Linked DNA regions of Hordeum vulgare: region 1 is linked to region 2. A link is a contact called in public Hi-C data. All regions are on one chromosome and are shown on one strand. The core of a region is the stretch at or near the end of the contact, and the rest is flanking DNA. Distances in the headings are between cores, read along the strand shown.

Evidence for each region. A called contact is a pair of places that touch in the nucleus more often than the background predicts.
Region 1: a contact with region 2 is called in a Hi-C map of leaf, with 2.9 times the contacts expected there. The contact joins two enhancer-like sites. A contact is called at or near these places in 3 of 6 Hi-C or Micro-C datasets (leaf and seedling).

Annotation. Positions count from the first base shown.
Region 1 is chr6H:185,746,483-185,752,049 of MorexV3_pseudomolecules_assembly, forward strand. No RefSeq gene overlaps it. Among protein-coding and RNA genes, the nearest start is that of LOC123403525, 59 kb to the left of the region's middle. Within about 2 kb of position 1,774, at least 2 of the 3 cell types and tissues checked have open chromatin away from gene starts, as enhancers often do. A contact at or near this core is called in leaf, where this site is marked.
Region 2 is chr6H:184,854,937-184,860,181 of MorexV3_pseudomolecules_assembly, forward strand. No RefSeq gene overlaps it. Among protein-coding and RNA genes, the nearest start is that of LOC123402651, 22 kb to the right of the region's middle. Within about 2 kb of position 1,410, at least 1 of the 3 cell types and tissues checked has open chromatin away from gene starts, as enhancers often do. A contact at or near this core is called in leaf, where this site is marked.

The sequences.
Region 1 (5,567 bases), core at 524-3,023, 890 kb after region 2:
CCAGCGCTGCTGCAAAGGTTTTGTGTATAAGGTTTTCCCTAGTAGTATCGTGGCGGACAGATCCTCCTGTCGGACGGGCGCTGACCTTCGGGAAGTGGCGGAGTGCAATGCAAACCACGATTACCTCCTTCACTCCGCGCAGGACGACCCCTTAGTCGATGGATTCGGACTTGTCGGTGTCGGATCCGCTGGAGGCCATGCCGGAGATGGATGGAGATCTCCGAATGTGAGTTTCGGTGGCAGATGGGATTGTAGGGAAGTGGACTGAAGTGGCTAGGGTTGGGTCCGGCCAGCAGATGAGGACGAATATATGTGGTGTCGATGCGGGCCAGTGTGGGCCACGCGGGCGTGCCTGGACGCGCCCAGGCTCCCCCGTATTTGCCCCATATTTGGGGGTGCCGGTCAACTCGGATGTTTGAGGCCGGTTTAAAAGGTCCGTTCGAATCAAATTTTTGTGACCGGACAATGACCAGACAGCCTGTCCGGACGTTTGAGAAGGATTTAAAAGGTCTGGTTGTAGATGCTCTTACCCCTAAAAGGTAATTTGGTACATCAAGGATGTAAATGGACCAAACCGGTGTCAATATGCACCTGCGAGGTGGGAGGAAGTTAGGGCCAATGGAAATGTGACGGTCCACTAAATAGGAAGTATAGCACCTTATTCGGTGCTGAGAATTTTCTAGAAGTCCCAATCCGGTTCAATCTGTTTTTGAACCTTCTAGACATTCTTGTTAATTTTCCTATTTTCCCTATACCAATTTTATGTTATTATCTTTCATTTTTTCAAAATAAAAAAATAGCATGTTAAAATTGTTTGCTTTTAAATTTTGTCCTTTTTTTGAAAAAAACTCGTGGAATTAAAAAAACGTTTCCAGAATTTTTTTTGCATTTAAAATATTTCTCATGTTTTTCTGGAAAACAATCTAATATTTCAAAGGTCATAATTTCAAAAAATCTTTGTGTTCTCAGAAAAGAAATTAAGACTTCCAAGATTGACCGTGTTTTAGAAAAAATATGTTAATGATTATCATTTTCAAAAATTGTTCATTTTTACAAAAAGATGTTCCCACAAAATAGAAAAATGTTAGCCATGGTACATCGGGTGGTTACCGTACTGGTCCTTACAGTACATCGGGGTGCTACACTACACCATTTTTGCTATAGTATACCGTTTCATTAGAGTACACGGTTCTCCTGCTCGCTCGATCACTACGGTAGATGCAATGGACCGGCTCTTTCTGGACGCCCATATGTGGCAACCCTCCTGTTTGACGCAAAGAATGTCAAATAAGATGCTTCCTATGAAGCTTCCTATTCAACATGGATACGCTTGAAGTAGAAATATGTGCATGCAAGAAGGGGTTATTCATTTGTTATTCAGCGGACGGAATTTTCACTTTGTATTGAGATGGATTCACTTATAGTGGTGAACATTTTGAACGACATTAACAGATCAATCTATGTGTTTTGGTGGCAGAGATAAAGTACTTGAAGTCTCTTCGAACCACTCGTATTGCACATATCAACCGTAGTTAAATTTTAGTTAGTGATTTTTTAGCTAGTTTTGATAGAAGTGAGAGTAAAATTGTTATCTGGTTGGGATCAAGACCCTAGAGGTCATCAATTTATGTAAACACGATTGTTCGGTTGATTCTTGAGTAATAGAACTTATGAGCCAAAAATAATATGGCATGGCCTCGCCTAGATGTGTAGTGAATGAGTCGGCCAAGTAACAGGGAAGATTGGGTCGATTTTCTTGAAAAATCCTATAGGACGCACATTGCGTTAAGATGTTGGGGCTTCGCACAAGATGAAAAGGGAGCGACGCGATCTGGGCCGGCACATTACTGGTTACGGGATCTCGATTTTGGGAAACTTCTAGACTTTCCTTGCCGGGTTTTTTCCGGTTTTGGAAACTTTTTAAAAGGTTCCCTGAACTGGTTTTTTTTCCTTTTATTTTTTCTTTATTCTTTTCTATTTCTGTCTCAAAAAAATTCTGGATTTTCGAAAAATGATCAGGATTTTGAAAAATTGTTCTTCAAATTCGAAAAATATTTGTTTTAGAAAACTTTTCTGGCTTTTCAAAAAATGTACTGGGTTTTCAAAAAATGTTCTTCAAATTTGGAAAATGTTTCTGCTGTTTTCCAAAAAATGTTTGGTATTTTCAAAAATTGGTCTTCAAATTCGAAAATTGTTTTTCATTTTTATAAAAATGTTCTACATTTTCAAATCACTATTGTGGAATTTCAGAAAATGTTCTTGATTTTCCGAAAATGTTTCGGATTTTTTAATATGTTTTTCGAAAAATGTTATTTTTTTTCGAAATTTGTTCTCAAAATTCAAAAAATGTACATGTTTTCCAAAATTATTCATATTTATGAATTTTTTCAGGATTTATCAAAATTATTCTAATTTTCATAATTTGTTCTCATGATTTAGAAAATGTTCATGCTTTTAAAAACTTGTTCACGCTTCCAAATTTCTTCAGTGTTTTCAAAATACTTCCCCATTTCAAAAAAAATTCAAAAATTCAAAAAATGTGTGTCCTTTGAATATTTATTCGTGGTCCCAAATTTGCTCAGGATTTTTCAAAATTGTTTGTGGTTTATAAAATTCTCAAGATTCAAAATATGTTCGTTCTTTAAAAATTGATGGAAAAATAAAAATAGAAAAACAGGAAGAAAAACGACCCAAAAAAGGAAAAATGAAAAAAAACAGAAAATGGAAACAGAAAGTACAGATGTCGCACATTTACAGGGCCGGCCCAGTCGGGGGTCGCCCTGTGCGAAGCCTCAACTGGTTGCCGTAGCGAGCGGCGACTAGGCGCTCTCGGGTTTTTTTTCTGCTTTTTGGTTTTGGGATTTCGCGCTGGTTTTTTGGACCTGGGTTTAACTCTGTTTTATGGTGTTTTCATTTTTGGGTCATTTTATGTTTTGTTTGGTTGTTCCTTTATACTATTATATTAGTTTTATTGTTTCCTCTATCTTTGTTCTCTGATCTTTTTTCCTTGTGCTACTCTTTCTATTTAGCTTTTCTTACTTTTCTATTCCTGTTTTTCTTTCAGTTTTTGTTTTTTCGTACTCTTGTTTCCTCATCGTCTAATGAACATGTTTATAACGTTTTAGAAAAATATTTGTCATGTTCTACAAATTTTAACATGTAATAAAAATGTTTATTGTGTATTTTTAAAAATGTGCATTACTTAGAACAAAGAGATCATCGTGTATGAAGACATATTCATCATATACCAAAACAAATGTTCATCCTAAATTAAAAACGTTCATCATGTATTGAAATTTGTGCCATGAATCGAAACAATCTTATAGTTTCTTAATCAATGCTTAGCATGTATTTAATTTTTTTTATTAAGAAGCTACACCATGATTTCATAAATATTTATATGGTCCTAAGAAATGTCCCATCAGGTATTAAAAACATTTATAATGTATGAAAAAGTTAATTTTAATTAAAAATGTTCATATTGCATTTAAAATTGTTGACATTTTGTGGAAAATATTAGTCATGTATTATTATTTTTCATATTGTGTGTTAATAAAGTTTGCCGTGTATGGAAAGTGTTCTTCAAGTATTTTAGAAAATTCATTGTGTATATCACATATGTTCATCATGTATTAATAAAATGTTGGTCACGTATGAAATTGTTTCGCCCAATGTGTGATACACGGCGTTGATCTTATATGATTTGTTTTAAATGTCCAATGGGATGGTGCGCTTCCAGCTCAATGTGTTCGAGAAGCAAAACCTAAAAAACCAACAATACTTTAATTCTTTGTGTTATAAAAACCTGTAGTTTATTTTGGAGCTTGAATAAAACCCCACGTAGCCACACTAGACGAAGAAATTGGTTGTCTAAAAAAATTGGAGATCATACAATATAGTAGGATAGTCGGCTAACCCACCCCTCAAAACATGGGCTAGCGCCCCATCCGGCTCGTAAGATGCGATTTATAGACACACTAACCTATTGTGGGTTTGTTGCCCCCATAACTAATTGATGAAAAACCCACCCATGACATAAGTGGGCTGGACCATGTCTATTTTCATCAAACTACTTGTGTTATCATTCATGTTTTTGTTAGGAACATGTGCTCCTTGGAGACAGTTGAGTAAACCATCTCACGTTGGCCCTCGCGTCGCCTACCCACGCGACTTGGCTAATGCCCCAAACCAACGACCATCAGCGCTCTGCGTTCGCTCCATACCTGCCCGCCGCTGCTGCAAGCCATTGGGCAAAGCCCATGCAGTTAAACCGTGGCATGGTTCCATCAACTTACAAACGGTCAGTGATGCGTTGTGACGGGTGTTGGTGCTAAAACATGTGGATCTCGGATAGGGGGTCCCGAGCTGATGATCTCGGCTAAATGGTAACAATAAATAAAGAGAGAGACAATGTTTATCTAGTTTTGGGCCATCTTGAAGAGGTAATACGCTACGTCCTACTCTTATTATATGGATTGTGATGGGATACAAAGTACATGATGATCTACCTCGAGATAGTATGAATGAATCCTCTTCCTCTATACGGTGTAAACCTCTCGGTTTATATAGGCAACATGGGTATCAAGGGTTACAAGTATGTCGGCTACATCTGGGGATAAACACACTGACCATTCAAATATGTCTTGAAGTATGCGTCAAGTCTTTGAAGGATTCCATCTTGAACACACCGGGGACCATGGCTACATGACCCATTCTTAAGTTGTGAGTGGGTCCTTGGCCAGGCCAATGAATGGTAGGCCGATGTGGTGAGCACCCACTCATCCATGACACTATCAGTAACAATCGAACTAGTCTTAAAGACGAGGACATTTCATTGGGATAACTTTATTTTCTGGTCTTCGACTTTGTAGGCGAGTTTCATCTTCCAATTCAGCCCCTAAATCCGAGGATTCGTCGGGATCCGAATTCTTCACTCGTACCGTAAGACCTATACAAACGGTTTTTAACCCCTTTCCATTATGCAATTTCAAACAATCGCCTTGCCTATATGGGGTATAGGAGGGTCCATCTCACACGACGCCGAAACATCGTCTGCGATGGGGCGAGCGTCTGTTGACGATTCACCTAAAGTTACCGTATGCGAAGTCGTAGCCTATCCCACACGTTACACTTTGACATTATGTTTGTGATCAATCACACATCCGAGACGATGATACAGACATATTCGTGTTTGAAATATGGATATCAGAAACATTTATTCCCACGATCTCTTTGCGATAGTACATTAAGACACACAGTGAGAAACTTCAAACTATGTGTGGTGGCTCTGGTATCGCCAACGTATCAATTTAATAATCATGTGCAATAGTTATACTGATCAGACACGCGATTTGCATGTCAACCGTCTTCTTATGATCCTACATCACATACGAACGCATGTTTAAAATCGTTTGTGATATTGTTGTCAATCACACACGCTTATGACATGCAAACATGTGTGTCATTGCGCACATCCCACACACATAAAATATGTGACCGTTTGTTGTAAAGTTGATAATCACACATGTTATCTCTACTACTAATTAAAGAGCAAACAAGAACTTCTC
Region 2 (5,245 bases), core at 160-2,659:
TGCATTTTCTAACATTTCTTGAAGAAAAAAGGTTGATAAATAGACACATGTGTTGCAACAAATTGGTCATGGTAGGTCATGTGAAAATTGGGGCCATTTCATAAATTACCTATATGTTAAAACCCAGTTCAAAGGACGGTGTCCAGGTAGGTCAGAAGGACGCGTTTTGAAGCAAATTGTTTTTCTACATCCATGAAATGGCTGTAATTTTTTTCCACGTGCTTGGGCGGCCACGCCAAGACACAACGATAAGTTTTTTTTAGCAGAAGACATGACGATAAGTTTTTTTTAGCAGAAGACACGACGATAAGTTGAGAAGACCACAATAGGGTGGGGTGCGTCCGGTACTTTAAGCCAGTCCACGTGCCCCTTGCACGGCAGGGGCGGACCCAGCTCAAGAATTCAATGGGGGCCGAAGTGACTGGGGGGCAAATATTTGATTAAGGACCCAGCTCAAGAATTCAGTGGGGGTCGAAGTGACTGGGGACCAAATATTTGATTAACTGGGAGCCCAATTAGTAAAATATTAGGCTTTATAATAGTAAAAATAGAAATTGACTGAGCCCGGGCCCCCATTCGGCTCAACATAGGTCCGCCGCTGTTGCACGGTGAAGTGGTACTAAACCAACGGGGGTACGCGGGGAGCACTAATGCAATATGCACTCGACCGGCCTAGTAAGCACTCAAGGATCAACACGACAACACCGGAGGGACATGCACCGGTCTGCGTTTCTTACTGCTATAATATATTTTCAATTATTTATTGATTTCTAATTATAAATATGAGTTGTCCAATTTTTATTCTATTTAGACATAATAATGTCTTGGTATTAATTTGTTTATTAATTACTCTTGCTAGTTATTTTATATACATTTCACATTTTAGATATTTTTATATTATTAAATTCATTTTTTAAAAATGGTTTGTTTCTTGGACCTCTTAGGAATGTCCTCAACTTTGCCATCAATCGGGCATATGCCCATAGTAGGCATGCATGCGTGATTTCAACGACTTTTGACATCATATATACAGTACGACATGTGTGTCTATTTGTTGGCCTTTATTCACCGACATAATTTCAGAAAAGGAAAATCTTGTTGAAACCCAAAACCACATATCATGGACGCATGTGCTGGTCATACTAGGGCCGGTAGCCGTCGCTGCGTGCCCCCATCAAAAAGATGTTCATCAAATTTCAAAAAAGTTCATGAATAATTAGAAAAGTTCATCAACCTTAAAAAATATTCGTTGAAATTTAAAATAGTTCATCAATATTCAATATTCAAATAGGTTCATAGAATGTTTTTAAAAGCATCCCGAGCGTCTAGATGGGCCGGTACAGTTAACAAAAGTGCATGTTAACTATCGCTTGTCGCGCCAAATAAGAAATATGCCCGGATGTCCATCAATAAACAATAATACGACGTTTCACCAAAAGAAATCGCGGACTGGCCGGGCCCAGTAGGAACCTTCTATACAGGGTTTGGACGCTAGGGGATTACACAACGCGCCAGATTAGACCGTCTCATGTACAGGCAAACTGCTTTTAAATTTCCTTTTAAATTTTCATTTTTCTTTTCCTTCATTATTTTATAATTTAAATAATTTTCGAATTTAAATGTTTTTGGACATTTTAAAATTTAGGATTTTAAAATAAAATGTTTAATAATTTGTAAATCATTGTAGATTCAGAAAATGTTTGTGATTTTTAAAAAATATTCAGAAATTTAAAAACAATGTGTGGGAAATAAAAAACCTCCATGATTTTTTTTAAAGTTAGTATATTAGAAAAATTAATGAAATTTAACAAAATTCCGCCAATTCAAAAAATGTTCATGGTTGAAAAATATCCTAAAATTTAAAAATGCACATAATTTAAAAACTACTCCCTCCGTTCCTAAATATAAGTCTTTCTGGAAGGTTTCACTAATGGACTATATACAGATGTATATAGACATACTTTAAAATATAGATTCATTCATTTTGCTTCGCATGTAGACACCTAGTGAAATATCTTAAAAGACTTATATTTAGGTACGGAGGGAGTATTTTATTACTTCATAAAATATTCGTTGGTTCGAAAAACTTCACACATTTAAAAAATCATAAATTCCGAAAATTATTCCACCAATTTCCAAAAAAATGTTCGTAGATTCTAGAAATGTTTGTCATTTCAAGAAATTTATTTTCAAAAATGTTCACATTTTTTAAAATGTTTGTGAACAGTATAAAATGTTCATGAATTAAAAAAGTTCATGATTTTAGTAAAATGTGTTTATTGACATTAGAGATTATGACTTCTTTTCTTCCATTGCAATGTACGTGCCGTTTTGCAAGTAATTCAAATGTCATTCAACATTTAGGAAATATTACATCATTTATAAGAAATTTGAATTTAAAATAAAAAAAAACCTAAACTAGACGGTGTCGTCACCTAGCACGATGAAATTCAGATCGTCGGTGTCACCATTTTCGGCATTATTGTTGTAATCACTGTCGTCGTCAAGGAAACTAAGCCCATCGTCGGTCGCCTCCATTGACTTGTAGAGGGAGACGTTCTAACTCGACAAGTCGTCGGGGTCGCCAACCTCTTTAATCATCGGTGGTAGAATCGCGGGGCCATCATAAACTTGCAAACCGCGTGAAGCAACCCCGATGTGTCGTGAGGCTCGTCCGCCTCTCCGAGTTCCCCCACATTAGGTATTCTCTTGACTTTGCGCTTTGTGAGTGCACGCGGTGCCGGAGGATGGATGTCCGACACGTGTTTGGACGCTCGTTCAACGACGAGCGCCACTAGAGGATGGACGACCACACACATGCGTCCTCCACCGCGCCTAACATCCTACTGTTGATATGCAGCGAGCACCTCGTCGAACATGCATCCCTCCCAAAACTCGTGATGGCCATGCAGGTTCCACTGTTTGCAGAAGCACTGACGTCGTTCGTCGTGGGGGCGGCGGGCCCTCGAACGCGTAGCCGCCTTTGGTGATGAGCCACCCCGTCGACAGTCGGACGGTCGAACGCACGACGATGCCATAATGGGCAAGTTCCTATTCCCGTGTGAGGCTACTTGGACGCGACCCCACCGGAGCCGCTCCGCGTTGTCGGCTGCTTCGACGTCGGCTCTGTTCGACCACATAATCACCACCGTGGATCTCGTCGATGACGGGGATGATTCTACAAGTGATGGGGAAGGGCAGGGAGGACTAGTACGTCGGTGAACGGGGGTGGGGGTTTTATACCTGGGCAAGGGGGAGGCCGATGGTCGGAGTAACACCACATCAATCACTCAGGTTGGGGCAGGGGAAACCAGCACCGCCTCGGGAGATAGCGAGATGCGGGTGAATCAAATTACGCACACGTACCGTCGAGGACTGTTTGTCGACTACTTGTTGAATATAAGGCGCAGTAATTCCAGTCGTCCTTGTGTTTAGGGTGTTGGGGAACGAAGCATGGAAATAATTTTTTCCCTGTAAACATCCAAGATCTGATCTAGGAGATGCATGTTGGGGAATGTTGCATGGGAAACGAAAATTTCCCTATGCACACGCAATACTATCCATGATGATGATCATCTATGAGAGGTGAGAGTGAATGTACATACCCTTGTAGATCGTTAAGCGGAAGCGTATATAATGCGGCTGATGTAGTGGAACATGTTCGCGATCCAAGTTGCAGCCCGTCCCGCGATCTCATCACGATCCGTCCCGCGATCCCATCACGACCCATCCCGATCTAGTGCCGAATGGATGACACCTCTGCGTTCAGCACACGTACAACTCAATGACGATCACCACCTTCTTGATCCAGCAAGAGGGGCAGATAGATAGATGAGTTCTCCGGCACGGCGGCGTGGTGGTGGTGGTGGTGAACTAATCCAGCAGGACTTCGGCTAAGCGCCGCTGAATTAGACTAGAGGAGAAACATATCTAGAGGAAGAGAGAGGCAGCCGTGGTTGATTTATGTGTCTCAAAACCTTCAAAACCTCTAGTATATATAGGAGGAGGAAGAGGAGGAAGCCTTGGCCCCTACTCCAAAGAGAAGGGGTGAGACGAACCCTACAAGGAAGAGTCCACCTTCCCACAAGGAGGTTGATTACTTTGGGAGGACTCCTCCTTCCTTTCCTTTTTAAAGGATTTTTGCCTTTTATCTCCACTCCTAGGCGCATGGGCTTTTGAGAGAGGCTTCGGTCAGCCCACCAGGGGCTGTTCCGCCTCCTCTCACAGCCCATAAGGCTCTTGGGTCGTCACACCCCTCCCGGTGGTCCCCGGGCACCCTCCCCGCACTCCCGGTACACTATCGATGAGTCCAAAACTTGTTCGATGACCAAAACATGACTTCCTATATATAAATCTTTACCTCCGGACCATTTCGGAGCTCCCCGTGACGTCCAGGATCTCATCCGGGACTCCGAACAACCTTTGGTCACCAAAACCTATAACTCAACTATACTGAAACGTCACCGAACCTTAAGTGTGGAGACCTTGCGGGTTCGAGCACTATGCAGACATGACCTGAGACACTCTCCGGTCAATAACCAATAGCAGGACCTGGATATCCATATTGGCTCCTACATATTCTACGAAGATATCTATCGGTTGAACCTCTATGTCAAGGATTCAGTTAATCCCGTATGTTGTTCCCTTTGTCCTTCACTATGTTACTTGCCCGAGATTCGATCGACGGTATCTCCATACCTAGTTTAATCTCGTTACTGACAAGTCTCTTTACTCGTTCCGTAATACAAGATCCCGCGACTAACTCCTTAGTCACATTGCTTGCAAGGCTTGTTGTGATGTTGTATTACCGAGTGGGCCCCGAGATACATCTCCGTCGCACGGAGTGACAAATCCCAGTCTTGATCCACGCCAACCCAATAGTCACCTTCGGAGATACCTGTAGAGTACCTTTATAGTCACCCAGTAAAGTTGCGACATTAAGCATGTAGACGCTACATGTTCGAATATTGTGTAGACATGACAAAGATGCCCCCCGAGTCAATAACCAATAGCAGGATATAGATGCCCATATTGGTTTCTACATATTCCTCGAAAACCTTTATCGGTTGAACCACGATACCGAGGATTCGGTTAATTCCGTATGCATTTTCCTTTGTCCAACGATATGTTACTTGCCTGAGATTTGATCATCGGTATCTCCATACCTAGTTCAATCTCGTTATTTACATGTCTCTTTACTCGTTCTGTAATACAAGATCCCATGACTAAACTTATTAGTCACGTG